Linked DNA regions of Hordeum vulgare: region 2 is linked to region 1. A link is a contact called in public Hi-C data. All regions are on one chromosome and are shown on one strand. Each heading gives the region's core, a stretch centred on a gene start, on an enhancer-like site or on the middle of the called end of the contact. The rest is flanking DNA. Distances are from core to core; before and after follow the strand shown. Region 1 has its middle 120 kb from the start of LOC123444394. Region 2 has its middle 14 kb from the start of LOC123440244.

Region 1 (3,176 bases), core at 349-2,848:
TGTTGATGAAGTTCATCTTGAGTTGGGAGAAATCCTTGTTGTTTCTTATTATTCTCACCTACATGGGTTAGTCCCAAAGCAAAAGGAACAAATGCAAGAATATCTATGGACATAGAATGAAATACATGGGAGGTTATGTCCAAAGATGCATTAATTACATTGTCATTTGCTCACCTTTGAGGAAATATGTGACTCCTTGAACTAATGCATATGGTTGAGGTTGATTGCATATAATTCTTGCCAAAGTGAATAAGAGTGAATTTCATTGGCGGACTCACCCCTCAAAGAACTTTCCAGTTCTTCCTCTTGGGGACCCACATCACCTTGATGGAATCCTTGGTGTTGTGGTAGCACTAGATGAGGTAGTGCTAGAACTGTCCTTGGAAACCCACTCGACCTTGGCATGAGGTTCTTCCTCAAATGAGTCAATCTCCTCTTAAATCTTTCCCTTGCCCTTGTGGTCTTGTGATAGAAGGCCATCTTGAGAGCTTGTTCCCTTGGAAGGAGTAGGATCATACTTCTCCTCTTGAGGAACAAACTTGGGATTGTGATATGGGCCTTCTTCCAAAATTATTTTTGATGCATACAAAAGTGTAAAGTGTGTTTGAAAAAGGTGGATATCAAAACATACATTTGAAAAGAATGTTAATGTGCATTTGATATGTTAAACATGTATAAATAAAGGATTCATGTCTATACAAGAAATGTATAATATGTATAGACATCAAAACATATATTTGAAAGAAATGTTAATCATGTATTTGAAATATATTAAACGCATATAAAAAGTGTTCTCGAAGCATATGAAAATTTTACAACGTGTATGGAAAAATAATATATTAATAAATATATTTTTAAAAAATGTTACATGTGTATAAAAAAACATTTCGCTTGTTTACAATTTTTTTAGGACCTACTGGTGCGTCTACCTACTTAGGCTACAATGGAGTTACCATCAAAATAAAAAGGCTACAATGAAGTCGGAAGTCCAAATGCACCAGGGTTTTCCTAGTTACGAAACATATATGTAAAGAAAAACACAGCAAAATATATAAAGAAAAATATCGAAGACAACTTTAAGAAGAAACACAAAAAAGTAAGAGAAGAGAAAAACCATAGAAACCAAACCGAAATAAATAACTAAAACAAAAAAAAAAATCAGAACGCCGAAGATCTAGAAGAGAGCGGTAAATAAAACACAAAGACAAAAGAAAGAAAAAAAGTCGGAAAGAACGTTTTATTCATTAGCAAATCGCAGATAAAAATAATGGAAACAAAACAAACATTTAAGGAAAAACGCATAAAAGGGAAGAAATAGAAAACAACAATAAAACCAAAGAAAACAGTAAGAAACACACAGAAAATATAAAAAACAAAGAAAAACATAAACAGAACACAATAGAAAAGATAAAAAAACTAATGAAAACCGTACCAGTCGAATCATTATAGTACACGAAATAAATAAGAATAAAACCTATAAAACCAGCGAGGGAGTGAGGGAGTGTCTTCTCCCGAGCGAGCCAGTCCAGAAAAAAACCCAGCGAAACGGGGTCTGCCCAGTAGCCACGCGAGGGAAAGATCCTTCACGCGAGAGAAACTATGGGAGCTCCTATACGGCGCTGCAGGCGTCGGTTCGTGCTTCAGGCGCCTTCCCTGGGCCGGCCCATAAAACATCTCCTGACGCCCCGCTGCAGGTCTTGAAATTTTTTCATTGATTTTGTAAAACGTGAATTACAAAACGTACATTAAAATTTTATTGAAATAAAAAGCACTGAATTACATTTGAAAAAAGTTCAATGAATACGCAAAACAATTCACAGATTTTTAGAATATGTTCTTGGATTTTCAAAAATTTGCAATATTCGAAAAAATCGTCGAATTTGGTAAAACAATTCATAAATTTGTAAAAAAGAGTTCACTAATTTTGAAAAAGTTCATGAATTTTAAAATACGTTCACAGATTTTCAAAAAAAGTTCACTGATTTCAAAAAAAGTTTATAAATTTTCAATATTAGTTCATTGATTTTGAAAAAAGTTCACGAATTTTAGAATATGTTCACCAATTATCAAAAGAAGTTCAACGATTGCAGAATAAAAGATCATAATTATTTTTTAAATAATTATTTATTTTGAAAAAAGTTCACAAATTTTAAAATATGTTCACCTGTTTTCAAAAGAAGATCAACGATTTCAAAAAAACGTTCATCAATTTATAAAAATGGTTCATCGACTTTGAAAAAACTTCGCAAATTTTAAAATATATTCACAGATTTTCAAAAAAGGTTCATCGATTTAGAAAAACGTTCACAAATTTTAATTATGTTCACGGATATTCAGAAATGTCCACCAATTTCACAAAGAATTCATCGATTTGGAAAAATTTTACCAATTAAAAAATAATTCCATCCAATTTTCTAAAATAATCGTTTTGAAAGTAAATTTACATATTTCAAAAAGAACCTCAACGAACCGTTTCTACGGAATATTGAAAAGGAAAAAAGGAAAAAGACTATGGAAAAATAAAAAGGAAAAATAAAGAATAAAGGAAGTGAAAAGTTCATTTCTATCACATACCGTTGCGGTGGTGGAGTGGTTGCAACACTAGAATATCTCTTAGGCCTTGTTCGGTTTCTTTAAAACAGGAGGGGTTTGGAAGGGATTGGGAGGAATTAAATCCCCTACAAGTCAAATTCCACCTCAATCCCCTCCATTCCTCTCCAATCCCTTCCTCGGTGGGATTAACCGAATAAGGCCTTAGAGGTTGCTGGTTCGAACATCACTAGCGTTTCTTTGTTTCTTGTTATTTTTATTATTTTCCTTTGGTTTCTTTGTACCATTCTTGGTTTTTACTGGTGTTTTCTTTCTTTTCCTGTTTACCTCTAGTTTCCTCTTTTCTTTGTTTCCTATTCTCCCCTGATTTTTCTCTGGTTTATATTTTTTACGTTGATTTTCTTCTCTTTTTCCCGTTGTATTTTGTCCCTCTCTATTTCCATTTTATTTACGTTTCTTTGTCTGTTTTCATCATTTTCCTTTTTCTTTAACACATAGTATATAATTTTTTCAATGCACAATATATATTTTTGGTGTATACGTGAAAGATTCCTTTGATACACATTGTATATTTCTCAACTACAAGATGAACACTTTTTTTATACACAATGTTTTGGACATGTTTT
Region 2 (3,176 bases), core at 297-2,796, 230 kb before region 1:
ACTTTTGCCAAATTGAATGAACATTTTTTCAAATCTCAATGAATTTTTTTTCAAATTCCTGAACTTTTTTTAAATTGATGAACACTTTTTAAAGATATAATTTTTTAACTAGATGAACATTTTTATTTAAATCTGTAAATCCTTTTTTATTTTTTTATTTTTTTATGAAAATATAAAATCTATGCAGTTTTTCGGTACTAGATCAACAGGAAAAAAACAGAACAAAAGAAAACCCGGCAGTTCGTGTGCTAGTGAGCTGGCCGATGCGAGCGATGCTGCAAGCGCCGCATTGTTGACGGGCGCGTGCAGCGCTGGTAGAAGCTCGCGAAGGCACGGAACATGATCTCCCGATAGGAGCTCCCCTCTATAGTTGCTACCCCCAATGACTGCATGAGACATCTTGTGGAAGCCCATGAGGCATATAAGGCCTGTGCTAATGCATCGTCTCTGAGCACGTAATCATATGCATAATAAAAACATAAGAAACAACTAGTACAATGCATCGTATTTTATGTGTTGTGTCTAAATTTAATGATTTGTGGCTCATGCATGCATGTGATTTGTTTTTTTGTTTTTTGTTTTTGCGATGAACATGTGATTTGGTTAACACTTCTTTTTTTGTCTATGACCACGTGTCAAGGTTGTATGTTAGCTAAGATACAACCTCATTATCTCTCTTCATTAAATACAGTGTCACATGAGCAAAATGCCTATAGAACCGCGCTAAGAGACTTGCATTCCCATATGCCTAAGCTAGGAGCGAGCCTAGAGCCCGCCAACACGCACTTTTGGGGCCATGGATTGTCCTAACATCATAAAAATTTCTCGCACTTATGTGGAAAAGAAGAAAAAAATCGCACCCCAAAACACCGTTCTTCATTCACGGCCTGTTTCACTCGACGGCCCGGAGAGACGAGTACGCGCGTGCTGATAAATCTGCCCCGGATCGCGGCACCGATGCGCCAATCGCTGACCAAATCGAGCGCTGTCGGTGAGGGACAAGCGCTAGTTGCGTCCATGACGACATGTTCCTCGTGTCATTCCTGATATTGTGGGGAACGAGTCAAGTCCGGAGGAGGCTTTCCGCTCACCCAGCATTTTCTTTTCTTTTCTTTTCTTTTCAGATCACCGAACGATAACTTTCCAGGGACCCTCGATTTCGACGAGGAGAGTTAAGAGCCTGTTAGCTTGTGCAGTGTGTGCCAACACATGTCAGAGCACCAGCTTAATTTACCTGCCCATTTCACAGACGATGCCAGGGCTGTATTTCCCCATGCAATACGTGGTGCCCGGCGGGTACTCTCCATGTTGCAAGCTCACGGTCCAGAGGGCATTAAAATAGACAAGTTCACTGTCCACGGAATCTCCCTCTCTCTCTCCCTCCTTGGTTAATGCAGTCCTAACTGTCTCAAGCAGGACAAGCGGCTCAGTAAGTCAATGCATCGCATGTTGGCCAAGAAGCAAGAAGGGATGGTCCAGGGCCGGGGCAGCCAAATCCGTGCCACGTCCAACCTTCCATCACTCTGATTTGAGTAGTAAGTAGCACCGGAGTGAGTATGAATCATATGTGACAGACACCAGTCATTTGGGACTCGATTGCAATAACTCCGTACTGGTATTAACTAATCTGATACAGAACGCAATTACAGGCATGATAGGCGCTCATCTGAGATCTCTACCCCACCATCTCGCTTTCCATCTGCAGCACACTCTACCCATCCCGTAACCATTTTGTTATGGAGTCGGTGGAGGGAAATCGGGGGCAAGGACCATGTTTTCCTGGTTGAGTGCCGGTGAAGAGACAACTTCTTTTGAGAAACTGGTGAGGTGACAACTGGGAGTACGTACCTGACTTTGTGGCGAGTGTACTGAGATGAGATGCAGTAATCACGTGGTCTCGGACTCGCGCTGTCGCGCTTTCCTCTTCTGAGCCGGCTTTGTCTTTACTGTTTGCCCTTGACCTTTCTCTTTGCAAGCCCAACCCCCCATGATATGGATTTTGCAATCTTGCATGCATAGTAAGATGTTGGGACGCTTGATTCGCATAGCACTTCCTCCAACACGCGCACTATACAAGCGCCGCGCCGTAAAAAAGACAGTTTTAGCGCGCGCAACGCGGCGGGCAGCTCCAGCGGGCGCGCAAAAACAGCGCGCGCGCCATTTTCAGTTCAGCGCGCTGGCCGAAAGGCAGTCCCGCGCCCCTTATTTGCTGCGCCGGTTCCCGCGCGCGCGACTCTCCCACGCTCGCTCCTGCTCTCTCCCGCGCTCCCGCGCTCGCTCCTCCGCTCTCGCGCGCTCGCTGCCCCCAACCGGCCGCGTCGCCGTCGCCGCTCGCGCCCCCGGCGACAGTTCAGCGCTTCCCCGGCCTATCCCCGCGCAGCCGTCGCCGCCCGCGCCCGCCGGCGACCACTCAGGCGCTTCCCCGGCCTGTCTCCGCTGCGGGCGCTGCCCGCGCCCCCCGACGACCGTTCAGGCGCTTCCCCGGCCTCCCCGCGTCGCCGCGCTTCCGCCCCACCCCCCCTAGTCCGGCCGGCCCTCGCGCGCCTCCGACGTCCGAGGAACAACGCCCGAGAGCTCGCTGCCGCGCCGCGCGCCGCAAGGTGTTCGACAAAACGCCTACAAGGTATGTATTGCTCCAAACTTATGAATTTGGTGCATGTTTTGAATGGTAGTTTTTATAGTATAGTATTGAACATTGTAGATAAGTTCGTCGTATGATTCTTCCGAAGAAGAATTTGATATGGAAGAGGAGGAGGATCTTGCAATGATCATAGCTATGCATATCAATAAAAAACCGAAGCACGGTGGTTCGGTTATGGGTCGGGAGAAATTTTGGAGAGATAGGATTGATGCCCATAACATATTGATGAAGAACTATTTCGTGGAGAATCCCACATAACCGGAGTCGTATTTTCGTCGCCGGTTTAGGATGAGCACAGACTTGTTCAAACGCATTGCAGAGAAACTAGCGAGCCATGACCGGTTTTTCCAGCAAAGGAGGAATGCCGCCGGAGAGCTCGGGCATAGCACCTTTCTGAAGGTGACAACCGCTTTGCGTATGTTGGCATACGGTATTCCGGCTGATCTAGTTGATGATCACTTGGCTATGAGTGAGAGCCAAGCCATCATGTGTGTCAAGCGCTTTGCAGTGGGAATTATGCAAGTGTTCGGCGAGG

What was found. Hi-C and Micro-C count contacts between places; a contact is called where the count stands out from the background.
Region 2: a Hi-C map of leaf shows a contact between it and region 1, with 6 times the contacts expected there. The contact joins two enhancer-like sites. A contact is called at or near these places in 3 of 6 Hi-C or Micro-C datasets (leaf and seedling).

Annotation. Positions count from the first base shown.
Region 1 is chr3H:483,459,058-483,462,233 of MorexV3_pseudomolecules_assembly, reverse strand. No RefSeq gene overlaps it. Among protein-coding and RNA genes, the nearest start is that of LOC123444394, 120 kb to the left of the region's middle. Within about 2 kb of position 1,598, at least 2 of the 3 cell types and tissues checked have open chromatin away from gene starts, as enhancers often do. A contact at or near this core is called in leaf, where this site is marked.
Region 2 is chr3H:483,688,876-483,692,051 of MorexV3_pseudomolecules_assembly, reverse strand. No RefSeq gene overlaps it. Among protein-coding and RNA genes, the nearest start is that of LOC123440244, 14 kb to the left of the region's middle. Within about 2 kb of position 1,546, at least 3 of the 3 cell types and tissues checked have open chromatin away from gene starts, as enhancers often do. A contact at or near this core is called in leaf, where this site is marked.